Regions from separate parts of the Mus musculus genome. Here region 1 is linked to region 2. The links are chromatin contacts, called in public Hi-C maps. All regions are on one chromosome and are shown on one strand. The core of a region is the stretch at or near the end of the contact, and the rest is flanking DNA. Distances in the headings are between cores, read along the strand shown.

Evidence for each region. A called contact is a pair of places that touch in the nucleus more often than the background predicts.
Region 1: a Hi-C map of CD8 T cells shows a contact between it and region 2, with 2.2 times the contacts expected there. The contact joins two enhancer-like sites. A contact is called at or near these places in 4 of 39 promoter capture datasets (cranial neural crest, frontonasal cranial neural crest and liver), 1 of 15 datasets of contacts at CTCF or cohesin (CD8 T cells), 11 of 484 Hi-C or Micro-C datasets (8-cell embryo, CD8 T cells, colon epithelium and 5 more), 4 of 115 datasets of contacts at active chromatin or transcription factors (bone marrow-derived macrophages, embryonic stem cells, heart atrium and 1 more) and 2 of 9 other capture datasets (adipose tissue and liver).

What each region holds. Positions count from the first base shown.
Region 1 is chr10:99,283,588-99,286,287 of GRCm38.p6, reverse strand. No RefSeq gene overlaps it. Among named protein-coding and RNA genes, the nearest start is that of Gm34921, 14 kb to the right of the region's middle. Within about 2 kb of position 1,262, at least 84 of the 459 cell types and tissues checked have an H3K27ac peak or open chromatin away from gene starts, as enhancers often do. A contact at or near this core is called in CD8 T cells and adipose tissue, where this site is marked.
Region 2 is chr10:99,181,065-99,183,932 of GRCm38.p6, reverse strand. The region is part of intron 10 of Poc1b (POC1 centriolar protein B); the gene reads right to left. Among named protein-coding and RNA genes, the nearest start is that of Gm34574, 50 kb to the left of the region's middle. Within about 2 kb of position 1,347, at least 96 of the 459 cell types and tissues checked have an H3K27ac peak or open chromatin away from gene starts, as enhancers often do. A contact at or near this core is called in CD8 T cells and adipose tissue, where this site is marked.

The DNA of each region.
Region 1 (2,700 bases), core at 13-2,512, 100 kb before region 2:
GCAAAGTGGACATGATATAATAATACCTGCCCTTCTCTCTCGCACCTTCTTCTGGGTGCAATACATGAGATTATAAATGCACACCTCTCTTTTTTTTTTCCAGTGCTGAAATATTAAGGAAATCTTTGCCCTGATCATTAAGGCAACAGTTGGCCCCGGGTAGGGGAACGGGCCAGCAGGGCTTGGGGCCATTAGCTAAGACTGGTGTTTGGAGAGAAAGCAATGAAAAGCCTCACAGCAGATGTGGATACTCGCTGGTCTCTCACTTGGTGACCCCCATACATCTCCCAGGCGACATGAATGTTACTGGGCCCAATTAGCATTACCCTTTCACATAACATTCAAATTCCTGGACTTCCGAGGGCAGCCGGCCATGGCCATATAAGGGAGGAACGGAAAAGCACAGATAAGAGGAAAGGAATGGAGAAAGCAAAAGGTTACAGGGGGCGGGGGAAGGAGGGTTTTACATTCCCCCACACAAAGAACAAGATGTTGCCCCAAATTCTGTTTTCTGGAGGGAAAGAATTAACAAAAGAACTTCTACCAAGAGGCAGGCCATTCTCTGTGCCACTACGAGCATGTGTGGTGGGGTCTAGTTGCTATTACTATGGCTAATTTGTTTCTACTTACAGGGTATGTTGTTGTGTGGTTTTCTTCTCTTGTTCAGTTCATCTTTCACGGCCTCTGCCATTTTCACTATGCACAGTTAGTCATACCAAATCCACTTTATGCCCTAAAAACGTATCCCTGCCTTGACACAAAGCAGAGCTCTGTACATCAGGGCTCTTGCCTCCACCAAAATAGATTTCTACAATTCATTTTCATGCTGACAATGTGCATGCAAAGACAGGAAGGCACAGAAAATCAAATTGCTCAAGATTTTAAGTCAGGAAGAAGAATCATTTTAAGCACCCCCCATCCCTCTCCAGACCCCCACCCCCACCCCCACCCCCACTAACGTTTCTGGTAATTTAAAGGCTCCAGAAAACTTAAGCAGAACACTTCTCAAATAAAAATAAAAATGCTTTGACGTGTACCAACAAAGGGAGGGAGAAAGGGTGTCAAAAGTGGGCCGGCTGACAGCTCTCCTGACAAGGAAACCCTGAACCCTATTTTTAAACCTATCTGTGTAATTTAGGAGAGAAGTCACCATGTCTCCTGATAAAGCCTTTGGAGGCGGCTGGAGGATAAGTGTGCGGTTCTGAGAAAGGCAGCGCCGCCCACACTGAGAAGGCAGAGCCTCGCTCGAGCTTCTGTCTTTTAGCAGAACCAAAAAGAAAGAAAGAAAAGTGCATTTCCTGGGGGTGCGGCAGGAGGGGACAGGAAGATGGAAGCAACTACCAAAAGAAAAAAGACACAGAAGGCCCCAGATCTGAAAATGGGGTAAGCACCCACCCCCACCCCACCCCACCCCCACATCATTACTGATAACAAGTCAAAGACGAGCACCTCGAGGGGATTAGGTGAATGGCATGGAGAGAATTTGCTCATGACTCAAGGCCTATGGAGTACCGTTATTTCAAGTAACTCCATGGAGAGGTGGGACAGATAGGGGAGCTGCTTCGCCTCCGTGTAACAGTGAGGAGGAGCAGAAATAAGGAGGCGAGATGATTTGGTACAGGGATGAGGGCGGCCCTTAACTCCCAGCTGTTTGCAATGGAGCTGATGATGCTGTACCTTTTGAGTATTGCCATTAAATAACAGTGCCAAGTAAGCGTTCCTTAACACCACCATAGTGAAAGGCTTGTCCCGAGGTCCATGAGACCTTGAGTCTGTGAAGAAGGTAGCCACCAAACAAGGCACTAGACACAGTGTCTTGCGGGGGTGTGGAGAACAAAGAAATAAGTGGGCTTCCTGCCTCCTTCAGCTTCTGATTAGACTAATACCTGGTCTCGACTTGTAAGCTGACTATGACCAGTCTACGCTCCTCAACCCCCAACCCCCTCTACTGGCATGCACATTAGTGCGCGCATGCGCAAGAGCGCAAACACGCCCCAGGCTATAGCCAAGAGCACAGCAGCCAGCTCTGGATGGTTGACCCTGACACAGGCCCCAAAGGGCAATGATGTGACCGAATGAATGGAGTCTCTTATTAAAAATTAATTTCTGTCAAGCCAGATTACATGTGAACACAGCCTCTTTGTGATCGCCACCGTGATTTCTGGAAACAAACATAGGCCCTACTGTTGCCAAAAGCAAGGCCAGCTTAGGACAGTCTTGAGTCTTGATTGGCCAACACAGCAACAGGTTCCCCAAGGCTCACAAAGGCATTTGTCCCGTGGAGGACAGAGAGCTGCCTCTTCTATTTCTCCTCCTGCCCTGCACCCACTGCCTAGTTAGAGACTGCAAAGCTTGCTTCAGAGTGGTCTTGTCGCCTGAGAGCTTAAGCTTTCCCCTGAGAAGACAGAAGGATCATAGCATCATTGCCCTAAGTTCAGGGCTGACACTGGGGAAACAAAAGAGATAGCATGTGTAGCCCTTGAAATGCAGAAGGCAGGCCCTGCAAGGACAATTATTCTGTCTCCTACCACCCCACTCCTGGGCACCTTACCTGGGACATTAGCTTCTGTAAAGTTGCTCCTCAGTTTAGCCCATTAGACCCAGAGTGGTGTGAGCAGTTTAACGTGTTATTTTCTTGTGGCACAGGGTGGAAGGAAACAGAGATCTGGGATTAAAACACTGTCGAGCAAATGCACAGAT
Region 2 (2,868 bases), core at 98-2,597:
CCTCTCCACGACTGTGGGGATTCTGCAGCAGATGGGGCAGAAAGGCTGTAAGTACTGGGAGATGGGGAGAAAGACTGTGAGACTCCATCTTCTGGACAATACACAGCCATTGTAACCAACACTCAACAACTCCCAGTGACTGCACTGGGCTTGCACAAGACTAGGCCCATCAACAGACAGACAAGGATGGAAGAGGATCGCAGGGAGCCCCACCCTCACTGATGCACTATTGAGGATCCAGGGAGCTCACCCTCACGGATGCACTATGTCCTATGGATGGATTTAGGGGAAGGTACTCTCATTAGCTTCGATGGTGTATCCAGGATGGTCCCACCACACTCCCATGGGTTATATCAGTGCACATAGATGACTTTGGTTAAATCAAATGGTTCATACAACACAACTACGTCATGAGTCTGGGAATGGATTATTATATAGCACAGGAAGAGCATGGGGTTGATAACAAGGGAAGGAAAACAGGGAATGTGGGAGAGAGAGTGACCGTCATGCACTATATATAAGTATAAAACTGTCAAAAAATAATAATATTGTGTGATGGAGTAATTAAAAAAGCTTCCAATTTCAGTCAGATGAAAGAAAGTCTATAATAAATTCGAAGTATAGATAGCACTTTTAAAAAATACTATTCCCATTATTTTAGCAGACAAAAATAATTTTCTAGCACTAGTAAGGGAACCAATCAAAAATTAGGTAATTAGCGCTATTAACCTCAGCTCAGATCCCCACTTGAGGCGAGCCTGGTGTACAGGCCTGGAATCCTAGCCCTGGGGAGACTGAGACAGGAAGATTGCTCTAAGTTCAAGAGAGCCTGGGTACAGAGTTAGTTGAAGGCCAGCCCGAACTAGCAAAAACCGGTCTTAAGAAACAAAGAATGGTAGCCAGTGGTGGTGGCACACAGTTTTAATCCCAGCACTCTGGAGGCAGAGGTGGGCAGAGCTCTGTGAGCTCAAGGCCAGCCTGGTCTACAGAGTGAGTCTCAGGACAGCCAGGGCTATGCAGGGAAACCCTGTCTCAAAAACAAAACAAAAACAAAAGCAAAACCTAAACAAACACAAAAACAAACCCCCACCAAAAACAAAAACAAAGAAAGAAAGAAGAAAAAAGAAAAGAAAGGAAAAAGAAACAAGACCCCCAACCCCCGCCAAACAAAAGAAAACAAAACAAAATCAGAATAGAACAAAGCAAAGATTATGTAACTTAGAATAGTTGAAAAAAAAAGTCTAAAAGTCTCAGAAAGAGCAGGATTTTCATAAGGCGTTAAGGCAATGCATTGTAATAATTTGTATGTATGTGAAAGGTATAGATGTTTTCTCTTTTTGCTATCTTATTGCTGGAAACTGAGACAAATTAAAAAAATAATGGATTTCATAAAGTTTTTCTTCTTAAGAACCATGAGGAAAAATAGCCCAGGAATGCATATCATTTTAATAAAACGTAGAACTCAGGTCTTTTCACAGATGCTGTGTGTTAAAGGGAATCGCCGTCCCTCTTCAGTCACGTGCAGACATGAATGCACACAGATGGCTGGGCAGGAAGTTCTAAGGAGGAAGTCTGCCACCACAAAGCATGTTCCTTTTGCCCAAAAGTACTGTCAAATGCCTACTTTTTATTTCTCGTTTCAGCTCAACAATCTATTATATGACAGTAACATTTGAAGACCCTGTCTTGTGATGACACCCTCTGGTGAATGAGATGTGACTGGCAACCATATCATATCACACCACACATCACCCCTATTATGAAGGTGTAGTATAGGGTAGGGTCTCCTTTTGGGAGGGAGCCTTGTCACTTGACTGGTGAGTAAGACTCTCATAACTGCCTTTCTAGACTGGATGCTCCACGCTCCAAATCTGCTGCTTCTTGCCTTAGTGCACAGCGCCATTAAGAAGTAGCAGATCCAAGTCCTGTCCTCCAAAGCTCTGCCATTTTCTCTTCAGCACTTCATGATTCAGTGTGGTGGGTATCAGGTGCTTGCCCCTGTGCATGCTGGGATTGCTGTGGCTGCTGCTGCCATCGCCTCCTGATGCTCCATGTCCACGGTCTCACTCAGCCTGCCTTTCTTACTAGGGTGATTATTCTGAAGCTCCAAACTGCTCTGACTGTCCTGGCAGAGAGCCTCCCACAGGTCGCCCCAAGGCTCCTAGGGTGAATATTCCTAACCTAGAGTGACCCTTCAAGCACTCATGATTGCCTCATGACGGCTGACTGACACATCAGCTTCTCTTTCCGGCCTCATCTACGGTCCTCAGCTCAATCCAAATGCGGTGGCCGAGTGGTGTTGCTCAGTTCTCTGAACCCATTTCCTTCTGAAGCCTCCTTGCCTTTGCAGCTGCTGACCATGCACACTCTGGTCCTTTGGCTGTTATTATAGACATTCTTATAACTTCAGCTTGAGTACTGGGGACTTCGGAGAGAGACACCGTCTCTGATTTAACTCTTCTGTCACCCGTTTAACTGTTCAGAGGCCATGCTTGTACACACCTGGCACTCACCTCATGCTTAGACATACCGTCTTCTCTGTAATTACTCCCACAGCAATTCAGGAATCCTTCACTAGAACTAGCCTTTCCTTTGTGTGTGTCCACTGCTTCATATATGTGAATATGTATTCATTACGTAAGTGTTCATATTCAAACGTATGAATAGGTACTCACGACTGAGTGCCTTCTGCTCACACCTCCCTCCCCTACTCACTCGTCAGATCACTTCATTCAGAGTGGTTTCTCTCTATATTACTTCATCAAACCAATGCGTCAAAGGGTTACCAATAATCTCTGCTGCGTTTGTGGGGGACTTCTTTCCTGGGTTTTCAGATGCGCTGACTGACCCTCTTTTGGAATGTCTTTC